Regions from separate parts of the Mus musculus genome. Here region 2 is linked to region 1. A link is a contact called in public HiChIP or PLAC-seq data. All regions are on one chromosome and are shown on one strand. The core of a region is the stretch at or near the end of the contact, and the rest is flanking DNA. Distances in the headings are between cores, read along the strand shown. Region 1 has its middle 31 kb from the start of Crispld2. Region 2 has its middle 35 kb from the start of Zdhhc7.

Region 1 (5,918 bases), core at 875-3,374:
CTCATTACGGGTGGACATGAGACACCATGTGGTTGCTGGGATTTGAACTGAGGACCTTTAGAAGAGCAGTCAGTGCTGAGCCATCTCGCCAGCCCCTAATTTAACTCTTTACTGATTGCGCAGCTATTCTGGTACTGTTTAGCAATAGTTGTTGGTCGAGAGGGGCCAGATCCTGTATCTAAGGCTTCCTGACTTACATAGACACTTCAGTTATCCTCCTGAGGCAGTATGAACCCTAGTTTTTTTGTTTTTGTTTTTCTCAGAAGGCATCGCATTCCTCCTAGACCCTCTAGCCGTTAGCCCAACCTTAATGGCTACCCCTAGAACCTTAATAGCTTCCTTCCTGAGGTTTAAGGTCATGTTAAACCTCATTGGAGATAGATGAACATAGCTGTAGACTCTGTATGGTTTAACTTAATGCAAGTCTTAAATTTTCCTTTTTGTTTGTTTGTTTGTTTGTTTTTTCAAGACAGGGTTTCTCTGTGTAGCCCTGGCTGTCCTGGAACTCTCTGTAGACCAGGCTGGCCACAAACTCAGAAATCTGCCTGCCTTTGCCTCCCAAGTGCTGGGATTAAAGGTGTGTGCCACCACCGTCCTGTATATCAAAATATATCTTAGCTAGGACTTCGAATAAAGCAGGGTTTCATACTTTACCTTTTTTGATATTTTTACTGTTTAAGACACACACACACACACACACACACACACACACATTGCCTGTGTGCATTTCAGTGCATCACATTCACACCTTGGAACCAGTGTACTTAACACCCAGCCAGGTCCCCTGGAACTGGACTTATATAGATGGGAGCCACTGTGTGTAATGTCCTTACTGGGCTTTATCTCGAGCCCAGAGTCTGTAGTTTTTGGTAGCATCTCAGTTTTGTATTGCCTGAGCTACATCAGTACGTAGCCAGGCGCAGATAGGTGCGCGAGCTGGGGTGGATGAGACACACCAGCCCTGAATGAAGCGTTGTCAGTGTTCTCTCCCTGGGACACAGGCCTCCTGTTGTTCACCCTGGAGTCTAATCCTACCATGGTGTTGGTGCTAAGGTACGAAGCTTCCTGGTGGGGTCCCCTGGCTTTGACTCATTCATACCTGGAACTTCCTGCAAACTTTGCTATCGGGGGTTTTTGAAGTAGCTGTTTTCCTAGCCTAGTGGTCAGGGTGTAGATTCCTCTAAGTCAAGGTGAATGAATGCTAAGGTGACATCAGCCATGTATCCCCAGGATGGGCATTCAGGATTGGAAGCCTCAAAGCCCATCTGGAGTGTGTTGGTTTACAGTGTTGGGCCGCGTGGTGGGGCTCCAGGATGCTCCCTGGAGTCCCAGAGCAGGGTCGCTGTACATTTGCCCTTGGGCTCCTAGCCTATACTTTTAAAAAATACATATTTTTTATGTGCGGATGTTTTGCCTGTATGTGCCTGTGTACCACATACATATCTGGTGCCCGTGGGGCCAAGAGAGGGCATGGGATCCCTGGAGCTAGAGCTACAGATGGCTGTGAACTGCTATGTAGGTTCTAGGAATCGAACCTCTACAAGGAGCAGCCAGTGCTCCTAACTGAGCTGAGGCATCCATCACTCCAGCATCCTCCTAGCTAGAACTTCAAATAAAAGCAGGGTTTCATACTTTACCTTAATATTTTGATAATTTTACTGTTTAAGATAAATTACATATTTTTCTAAAGTAAAGAAGTGTTTCTGAGTGCCCAGATTCTCTCCTGAGGGAGCACTTCCGGACCGTGGGCAAGCCTTTATTGCTCCTTGAGTCTGTTCTCCTGTGAGGCCGCCAAGACTTGCACATCCTAGACTTACATTTTCATATGTAGTTTATAGCAGTCCTGTACTCCGCAGAGGAAAGATGGCAGCTCTCTAGTGTCTTACTGACTGGGCTGCAGTTGGAGACGCTACCCCGTGAGGTTGGTAAGCTGGGTCAGAGCGCACCCCTGGTTGGCATCCCCTTACCTGCAGCTTGATCTTGTCCTCCAGTTTTCCCTGTCTCTGTCTGCATTCCAAGCTGAAGGAAGCTCTGTGATTGGTCCTCCAAGCAGGCCCCAGGCTTGTGCACCCTGAGGCTATTGCAAGGAGTATCTGCTTTTGTGTGTGCACTCGGGGACTTGGCAGGCACTTGCCTGCTCTGGAGCCTGTGCCAGCCATTCCTGCTGTGCTGAAGACAAGAACTCACACCCTTCCAGACCTCAGCCTGTTGAGGGAGCCACTGGTGACTGACTGCCATGAGTCACATAGTGTTTGTTCGGAGGCTGGTGGCTGTAGAAGAGAAATAGAAACACAGGCAGGAATCCCAGAGCTGTAAGGCTCCCACAGTGACTGAAGAGGGGAGCAGAGCCCACGGGGCCAGCCTCGTGACATCTAAGCAGCAGCCCACCTTCCCCCTCTTGTGATATCACTGTGAGTGGGGTGATACCCTGCACGTATGTAGGGGCACAGGCCTGTAGGACAGGAAGGAGCCAGCTTGACCAACACAAACTCTAGGTGAGGACAGAGGCCATCTCAGCCCCTGTGGTGCACTGATGCCTAAGGAGCTGACCCTCAGCTGGGTCACAGGATGATCCTGCTGTTCCTGTGAACAGGCCATTCTTGTGCAGGAAGTTGTAGAGAAGTCAGTGAATGTATTCCCAGGCCTGCGGCTCAGGAACAGCCACGGGCAATCGGCTCTTTTCTTTCTTCCTTCCTTCCCTCCTTCCTTCCTTCCTTCCCTCCCTCCCTCCCTTCCTTCCCTCCCTCCCTCCCTTCCTTCTTCCTTCCTTCCCTCCTTCCTTCCCTCCCTCCCTCCCTCCCTCCCTTTTTCCTTCCTTCCTTCCTTCCTTCCTTCCTTCCATCCATCCATCCAAAAAGAAAAAGATGGTCTCTGTAGCCTGCAGTAATCTTTCTGCTTCAGCCTTTGCAGCTGAGTTTCAAAGTCCTGCCTCCTCCTTTCTTGCCTGATCACTAACCTGTGGGCACACCTACCCCCACCCCCACCTCCATCTTGGTTGCTATCACCCTGTCAGTTCTGGGTGCTTCACTGAAGCTCATGTAGTTCAGCGAGCCACCTCCAAGGCCAGGGAGATAGATCTTACCTGCTGGGTGCTTTTCAAGGAACCCACATGCTAGGCAAATGCTCTGCCATTGAGCTACGTTCCTGCTAGCTACTAAGAAACAGTATAAGGGGCCTGTGTCCTAGGCAGCCTCACCAAAGCAGCCCAGGGTGATTGCTATGTGGTAGCCCTGGAGGGACAGGACCTATGTTCTTCCAGCCTTTCAGTGGCCAGCTGGGAGCCAGCTGCACAGGCTGTTGTTTGTATATTATTATCTATTATCATTATTATTATTATCTACTTCCCTTTATAGCAATACCACGAGCTTTCTGAAACCTTCTGAGGCACAGAAATAACCCGGGTAGAGACTGTGTCCACCCTGAGACCAGACTCAGCAGCAGAGACCACTTCTGCTTGACCATGTTGACAGCCCCACACAGGAAGGCTCATTTCTGGATACAGCAGGAGTATGCTCTAATTCTTCCCGGAGGGCAGGCGTCTTCCTTGGGGTTTTACTGCTGTGAACTGACATGACTAAGGCAACTGTTGGAGAAGCCCAGAAGATGGTGAGCTGGATGGATGCTAGACGGTTTGCTTTTGATTGTGACTCCGACCTGATATTTTTTTCCCTCTTGAAGGAAGAAAGTATTTTAGCAGAGCCCACAGTTAAGAGATTTTTAATTGTAAAAAGGTTTTGGATTTTAAAAGAGATTGGATATTTTAAAGGGATTGAAATCTTAGTATGTAAGAATTTGCAAAGACCGTGGGACTTTTAAAGTTATTTAGATCTTGGGGATGAATAAGAACTAAGTGTTGAGGCTTACTAGTGATGTATTTGTGTGTCAAGTTGACAAGGGGTCAATTGTACTGGCTAGTTTTGTGTCAACTTGACACAGCTGGAGTTATCACAGAGAAAGGAGCTTCAGTTGGGGAAATGCCTCCCTGAGATCCAGCTGTAAGAAATTTTCTCAATTAGTGATCAAGAGAGGTGGGCCCATTCTGGGTGGAGCCATCCCCGGGCTGGTAGTCTTGGGTTCTATAAGAGTAGGCTGAACAAGCCAGGGGAAGCAAGCCAGTAAGTAACATCCCTCCATGGCCTCTGCATCAGCTCCTGCTTCCTGACCTGCTTGAGTTCCAGTCCTGACTTCCTTTGGTGATGAACAGCTAAATAAGTGGAAGTGGAAGCTGAATAAACCCTTTCCTCCCCAACCTGCTTCTTGGTCATCATGTTTGTGCAGGAATAGAAACCCTAAGACAAAAAGGACAACATTTAATTGGGGCTGGCTTTCAGGTTCAGAGGTTCAGTCCATTATCATCAAGGTGGGAGCATGGCAGCATCCAGGCAGGCATGGTGCAGGAAGAGTTTAGAGTTCTACATCTTGTTTTGAAGGCAAACAGGAGAAGACTGGCTTCATGGCCTCTAGGAGTAGAGTCTTAAAGCCTACAGCCACAGTGACACACTTCCTCTAACAAGGCCACACCTCCTAATAGTACTATACCCTGGGCCAATCATATTCAAACCATACTGACTCCTTTATTTCACGCACTCGATGTGATAATTGACTCACATGTCCTAACAGGCTGCAGGATCCCCGGGCCTTGCGTGAGCTGAGGCCTGGCTGTCATGTCTCCAGTCTCTCAGTCTAGGTGGTGGTGGCTTTAGGAGCACCCTCCTATGTATGCTAGCATCTAAGGCCCCGAGCATGTACATATACACAGCACCCCCACCCCACCCCACTTTCAGGGTAGCTGTTAAAAAGGTCTCCAGAGGTTGCCAGATCCCCCAGGGTTTCATTTCCCCAGGTTAGCAGCTGATATTTTGGACCTGAGTTTCTATCAGCCTCGAACAGTCTGCACCCTCATCATCGTCCCCTACCTGTTCATGGTGTCCCCCTTTGCTGCCGAGGTCCCCCATTTCTGTTTGTCTCTGTGCATGGATAGATTTGCTACCAGCGAGGTCTGCCCTGGATGTTCTTGGTTCCTTTGTGAGTCACCAGCAGTTTTGCAGCCTCAAGTGTGGACCCACAGGGCCTGGAGCTTGCTGCCTCTCCAGGAGTCACTGGCCTGCTGGTGTCCAGCATTCTTAACCTCCACTAACGTAACGAACATTTGCAGTAAGGAACTCTGGAGTTGGAGTCTGCTTGACCATCAGTCCCTCTGGCTCCTGGACACAAACAGTTCCCAGGTTTGCCAATTTCCTTGACTGTATCTCTTGCCTCTGAACTGTGTTCTGTCCCTTCTTCCTGACTGCCACTTGCTGGCAGTCACCAAGCCCTCCGGTGCCAGGCTGAGCCCACACAGCAAAGAAGCAGACATCACAGTCAGCAGTGGGTGACTTCAGGCACTGTCCCTTGCCCACCTTGGTATGTCCCTGCTGCTCTCCCTGATCTGCCTCTGCTAAACTGCTTGCTCCATAAGAAGAGCAGAGACCTCGGGTGCCTTTGCAGAAAAGGATGCTGTGGGCAGAGCTGCATTGACCTGGGGGGTGCTGACTCCTGCTGGGCCTCCCTTCTGGCTTGTGCCACCCAGCCCCACTCTCTGGGTCCTGTAAGTTTTGCCAGGAGGACCTGGTGACATGCCACAGTGATGCATCCTTCCTTTCAGCGCCACGCCCGGCCCCTGCAGAGCCAACTCTCAGTGCAGGGAAGGAAAGTGGATTCCAGTGTGAGGCCAGCCAGGATGCTTGCTTTGTGCTGTATCTCTGCTACGATTTTCCCATACGGGCACTTCTTGCTTATTGTTTGTGTTTTGAGACAGGGCTATAAGTAACCCAGGCTGGCCTTGAACTTGAAATTCTGGGCATGTGCTATCACACCTAGCCACTTTCCCCTTTTTGATCGGCAAAGTTTGTCTCCTCCATTTCCAGGCCCAGGGTAGC
Region 2 (5,918 bases), core at 900-3,399, 110 kb after region 1:
TAGGTATTGTTCCACAGACACTGTCACCCTCCCCTGCCCCCCATTTTTGAGAGACATTCTCTCACTACCCTGGAACTTGCTTTCAGCCCTAGGGACCCTCCTGCCTCTGGGTCCCCACTACGGGGATTACAGGTGTGGGCCACCATGCCTGTTTGAGCCTTGGGGATCCAGTTCCGATCCTAATGCTTGCGTGGTGAACACCTTATGGGCTGGTCTGACCTTCATCTCCAGCCTCAAAGCTGTTTTTCCTGAGGAAGAGCTTCAGTATGCTTCTGAATTAGACAGCAGCCTCGTTCAGAGCTGACAGAACCCTTGATTATATGAAGCACCCCCTCATTTCCAGATAGTCTCGTAGCTCAGGCTAGCCTTGAAGCCACTACGTAGCTGGAGATGACCTTCAACTCCCGAGCCTCTTACCTTTACCCCTAGTGTAGGGATGGCGTGTCCTACCTGGTCTGGCTCCTTCTCTGCCCAAGGGTCATCTGTAATTTCTACTCTCCATCCCTTGACCCCACTCTTGTGTGTGGATCTCCTGCCCTGCAGTTTCCAGTTTGATTGAAGGATCACTGGTGTTATATATAAAGTGCTCATAATGTGTGGAGCCCAACCTCGGCTGGCACCTCATCCCTGTGAAGAGAGCAGTTTACCGTCCCCACATATAGAGGATGGCCAGGAACTCACAGCAGGGCCCACACTAGCTCTCTCATGGAGGAGAGAGGTGTCCTGGTGACTCACTCAGGAATGTCTGTCTTCTTGTTGGTTTTGTTTTTCCAAATGAGAACCAGTTGTTGTTGTTTGGGGCTGGGCTGGGTGCTGGTGACCTTGAAATGGGAAGCTGGGGCCTTTCCAGAGTACGTGGAAATGTTGATCCTATGTCTCTCAACTGGGCTCGAAGAAAATAAATCATATAGAATAACGTTAGAGAGGCTGGATGGGCTTAACCCCCAAATTGCTTCCAGCCCTTCGGAAAACATTTCTTCCTCATGTTTGTTTATCTCAACATTTTTTCCCCTCTTGTGCAGAATTTTCAGACCTGGATTTAGAGGCTGTTGACTGTGGTGCGTGAACCTACTCTGGGCTCACAAGGGCCACTGGCTCACAATCAGCATCCTGTAGGGGACAGGGAGCAGCATCTGAATGTCACACAGATCTTAGGGCCCCACGTGTGTCCACAGTCATTCTATCATCCTCGGCCCCACAACCCTCCCTGTCAGAGTTGCTAACCCAGCCTTGCAGGGTCAGGGGTCTCTATTCCCCACCTCGGCTCTCTTGAGGAAATCCTGGACGGGTGGTGGGTCCCTAGGTTCCCATTCTAGTGGACCTCATGTGATTTCACTGCACACTGTTCCTCCAGTAGTGTGTGGCTCCAACAACATCCCCATCACCAGATCAGCCCATCGGATGGCCCTGCCAAGTCCGCTGCAGACCTTAGAGGGTTCTAGAACATCAGAGGAGCCAGAAACTGGGCAGCCCTAGGTGGGGCTTCCTGGGAAGGAGACCTGGGTGCTCAGATCTCATTTGGACATGAGGACCTGGTCAGATAGAACAGTATGCATGTGAAGTGGGGGTCACGGCGGTCAGATTGGTGGGGAGCCCATTAAGCTGGGGCCGTGGACTTTTGCTCAAATCCCAGAAAGCTATGGTGGGGTTGCAGACAACAGCAACAGCCTAGGGCAAGCCCAGATCTGGAAAGGCCAGCCACAGAAGCTTCCAGAATAACCCATCCATTAAAGGTAGTCAACCTTTCCCTGAAGACTGAGAATCCATGGGGTGAACGTCTCTCTGTTGGTAGCATTCAAGGGCTCTCTATGGACCCCCTCATGGCTTCATTGACTCTGGGAGATCCCCACTCTCCTTCCACATGGCCAATGTGAGGAATCTGCCCTACCTGACTTAAAAAATGGTCAGACTCCTGCCCCAGAGGGACCACCTGTGGATCCTAGAGACTCAAAGAGGCTCAGCATTGTGGCCCACCCTGGTGCGTCCAGAACACAGCTCCCTGTACCCCAAATGCATGGGTCCCAACAGGCAGCCCTACCACCCACAGGCTGTGCTAAAATGCTACTTACAGCCATGCTGGCTCAGCTCTGGGAAGGAGGTGGCGAGGCTGGGAAATGTCATATCCCCCCTCATGACTCATATGGGGAAAGAGCGCACATGAGTAATGCCCCCCACTACCCCCTGGGCTGAGGAGACACCAACTCCCCGGCCTGACACACAACAGCTCATTTCTCCTTGCAGAAGCTTCTGGGACGAGCATGACTAACAAACACATCAGGGATGGAGGGGTGAGCTCATCGGAGTGGGCTCGAACTGCAGATCAATAAGCACAGCTATAGGATATTTACAGACTCAAAGCGTCTCACCACCAATCAACAGATGGACATGGCTGATCCAGGCTCCATTGGTAACCACACTGATCCCAGGTATTAGGGCAAACCCCCTCTCACAAGACACCTAGGAGGACCCCATGACTCTCTGTGCTGGCCTTGTCTGAATACTTAACTCAAAGCTCATCCTGAAAGCTAGACGTGGTGGTGCGTGCCTTTAATACCAGCACTTGGGAGGCAGAGGCAGGAGGATCTCTGAATTTGAGGGCAGCCTGGTCTACATAGTAAGTTCCAGGACAGCCAGGGCTACACAGAGAAACCCTGTCAAAAAAAAAAAAAAAAAAAAAAAAAGCTCTAGACATCTTATTCTGAGGACAGACTGCCTTGTCCAAACACCCAGAGATCCGTATCCCAAAGCCAAGGGCAAGTTGTTTGTTGCCAAGCCTGATGACCTCGTCTGATGACGTGAGTTCAATTTCTAAGATATGTGTAGTGGAATGGAAGAATTGAACGATTTCCAAACTTTGTCCCCAGACCTCTAGAAGCATGCCCAGGACACACACACATGCACATAAATGAATGTAAAAACTTAAAATCATTTCAGAAGAGAGAGAAGGCAAGGGCCATGTTATCACTAAGTGCCATGTGTTAGAAAAGGAAACAGCTTTCAGGGCCATTTGAGACAGTTGTCCACACTTGAGTGTGAAGCAGAGTGACAAGCCTTTGATACTGGAACTAACTGCTGCAGTGCTGACCCCCAGTTAGATCTTAAGTTGGTTCTGAGAGCGCCTCGCATCTTGGAGTTGTCCACAGAAGTGCCTGTGTGCAAGAGCGTGTGTGGCTACGACCTGCCATCCAGTGGCTTGAGAAAAATCCATGTATGTGCACATGTATACTTGTGGCCGAAGGGCTGTGAGTGATGCAGAGAGGGTCACCATCTAAACCTCCAGTGAGTCTGAGCGAGGCTGACTAGCCGGTTCAACTCATTTTCTGTGGGTTTGAAATTTATCTGCTGCATAGCCTTTTCCTCAGAAGGGAAACAGTCTTTCTGCCACAGAAGATGGAGGCTCCTAAGACTCAATGGCAGAAGCTTAGAAAGTTCCAAGATGCCCAAGGCTCCACCCCATGCTTATATGAGCAACACACAGTTGCTGGAGGACACTCTTCCGCAGAGCTGCCTGCAAGTTGCTCAGGGCCCCAACCCCAACCCAGAATTCAGTTTGGAGGCATCACCCATGCTGAGCTGTTCAGTGTAGCAGCTACCTGAGTCACCCATACTCCTGTGACCCTGGAAATCTCACTGGTTCACCGTGCTAGACTTTGGTGAATCTGTTGACAGTGCCATATCTAGGGTGAATGGATATTTGTTCACATTGCCTCAGGAAGTCATACAATATCAAAATATAAAGCGACTGTTTGGTTTGAACCTAAAATGCTACCTCATTCTGAGTGCTGGGTTCCCAGCTAGTGACACTAATATGAAGAGGTGGTAGAGCTTTTAGGGGCAAGCTGACCTGGAGAAAGTAGGAGGATGGCCTTAAAAGCACACCACCCTATTGGCCTCCTGTCCTCTTTTCTTCCTGGTCAGTGTGATGTGAAGAGCCTCCCCGTGGCCTCCCACAGCCATGATCCAAGTATGACTTCTCATGTGATGGATGGAAGCCCTTGGAAGCCTCCATGAGTCTAACCAACTGTTTCTCCCTTGATTCGGTCAGGCACTGGGGGCACAGAGATTAAAAAAATCAACTAATGCAAAAATTATCAAAAAAGGAAGAAAGAAAGGAAAGAAGAGAAAGGAAGCAGGGTCCTTCTGCCTCCTGGTCTGGACAAGGTCTGGAAGTTTCTGTGGCCGAGCCTTGCTGCAGCCCTGTTCTCCTGTGGTTCTATTTGGGTCAGGCTATGTGTAGCCCAGGGTCACTGGCTGGAGACCTGGGCCTCTCTCCAAGTACTGTGTCTTCTTCACCGAGCGGATTTAAGTTCCACTCGGGAAGACATTGTCCAGCCTGGAACAACCCCGATCAACTTCCTGCCTGCTGCTCACTCAGCTGTGGCCTGGATCCAACGTCATCCCACACATCTGTCTAAATGAGGTCCTGGCCCCACTGGCTCATTTTAGCTGCCTTTGGCCCCTTGTGATCTGTAAGCAATCCACCACCTGCCACTCTGCTCGTTAACAAGAGGCAAGCAGGAGGCCAGGCTGCAGTCCAGAGGCTGGGAGGGACCTTCCGGCACTGTTGAGCTTGGGCACAGGCTTCTCTGTCTCCAATTCCTCCTCACCCACCTGACCAGAAAGGCATGAGGCTAATGCGATGCTGCGATGGCCCCGAGCCCACCTGTGCACCCCAGGGCCTCTGTGCCAGGCGGGGGTGTGGAACTGTGCCATCTCCTTCATCTGTAGCACATCTCGCAGGCCAGACTTATGCTCCCGTGACATTTACCAAGGGGAAGCTGATGCCACAGAGTCATCCTGTGCGGTGCTGACAGAGGCAGCCGGGTGTTTTCCTCTCCCTTGTCAGGGTGAACTTACGAAGGTGCTTGTCTTTCTTTTTCTTCTTTCTCAGGCCTCATACTGGGACTGCAGAGCTCACACGTGCCACACACCAGGGAGCCCACCCTTGGTGTAATTGCTTTCCTCTAAAGCATCCGGAGTGAGTAGCACACTCACGGTGGAAGTCAAAAGCCACAGAGATATCCACAGGTGCCCAGCACCTGTGATGCAACTGCTAGACACTGTTGTCAGCTATGGGGGGATCAGGGCAAAGTCCCAGTGAATGCCTTGGTTTCAGAGACCAAACTGAGACAGCTTGAAGCCAGTCATGATGAGAGGGGAGTGCTGAGGTGGGGATGCTGAAGTGGGGGTGCTGAAGTAGGGGTGCTGGGGGATACTGAGGGGGATACTGAGGTGGGGTGCTGAGGTGGGGGTTCTGGGGTGGGGATGCTGAGGCGGGGTACTGAGGCAGGGTGCTGAGGTGGGGGTCCTGGGGTGGGGATGCTGAGGTGGGGGTTCTGGGGTGGGAATGCTGAGGCGGGGTACTGAGGCAGGGTGCTGAGGTGGGGGTTCTGGGGTGGGGATGCTGAGGCAGGGTGCTGAGGTGGGGTACTGAGGGGGGTGCTGAGGCGAGATGCTGAGGCGGGGTGCTGAGGTGGGGTTTCTGGGGTGGGGATGCTGAGGTGGGGGTCCTGGGGTGAGGATGCTGAGGTGGGGGTTCTGGGGTGGGGATGCTGAGGTTGGGTGCTGAGGTGGGGTTTCTGGGGTGGGGATGCTGAGGTGGGGGTGCTGAGGTGGGGATGCTGAGGTTGGGTGCTGAGGTGGGGTACTGAGGGGGGTGCTGAGGTGGGGTTTCTGGGGTGGAAATGCTGAGGTGGGGGTGCTAAGATGGGGATGCTGAGGTGGGGTGCTGAGGTGGGGTGCTGAGGTGGGGTTTCTGGGGTGGGGATGCTGAGGTGGGGGTGCTGAGGTGGGGTATTGAGGGGGGTGCTGAGGCGAGATGCTGAGGTGGGGTTCCTGGGGTGGCGATGCTGAGGCTGGGGTGCTGAGGCGGGGTACTGAGGGGGGGTGCTGAGGCGAGATGCTGAGGCGGGATGCTG

Evidence for each region. HiChIP or PLAC-seq counts read pairs in DNA pulled down with a chosen protein or histone mark.
Region 2: an H3K27ac HiChIP or PLAC-seq map of embryonic fibroblasts shows a contact between it and region 1, with 18 read pairs. The contact joins two enhancer-like sites. A contact is called at or near these places in 1 of 39 promoter capture datasets (Sertoli cells), 6 of 15 datasets of contacts at CTCF or cohesin (CD8 T cells, the NIH/3T3 cell line, embryonic stem cells and 2 more), 97 of 484 Hi-C or Micro-C datasets (the 4T1 cell line, the AML12 cell line, B cells and 45 more), 22 of 115 datasets of contacts at active chromatin or transcription factors (the HPC-7 cell line, VIP interneurons, cardiomyocytes and 12 more) and 5 of 9 other capture datasets (adipose tissue, embryonic stem cells, embryonic trunk and 2 more).

Annotation. Positions count from the first base shown.
Region 1 is chr8:119,958,552-119,964,469 of GRCm38.p6, forward strand. No RefSeq gene overlaps it. Among named protein-coding and RNA genes, the nearest start is that of Crispld2, 31 kb to the right of the region's middle. Within about 2 kb of position 2,125, at least 60 of the 459 cell types and tissues checked have an H3K27ac peak or open chromatin away from gene starts, as enhancers often do. A contact at or near this core is called in the 4T1 cell line, embryonic fibroblasts, pancreatic cancer cells and 1 more, where this site is marked.
Region 2 is chr8:120,063,647-120,069,564 of GRCm38.p6, forward strand. No RefSeq gene overlaps it. Among named protein-coding and RNA genes, the nearest start is that of Zdhhc7, 35 kb to the right of the region's middle. Within about 2 kb of position 2,150, at least 21 of the 459 cell types and tissues checked have an H3K27ac peak or open chromatin away from gene starts, as enhancers often do. A contact at or near this core is called in the 4T1 cell line, embryonic fibroblasts, pancreatic cancer cells and 1 more, where this site is marked.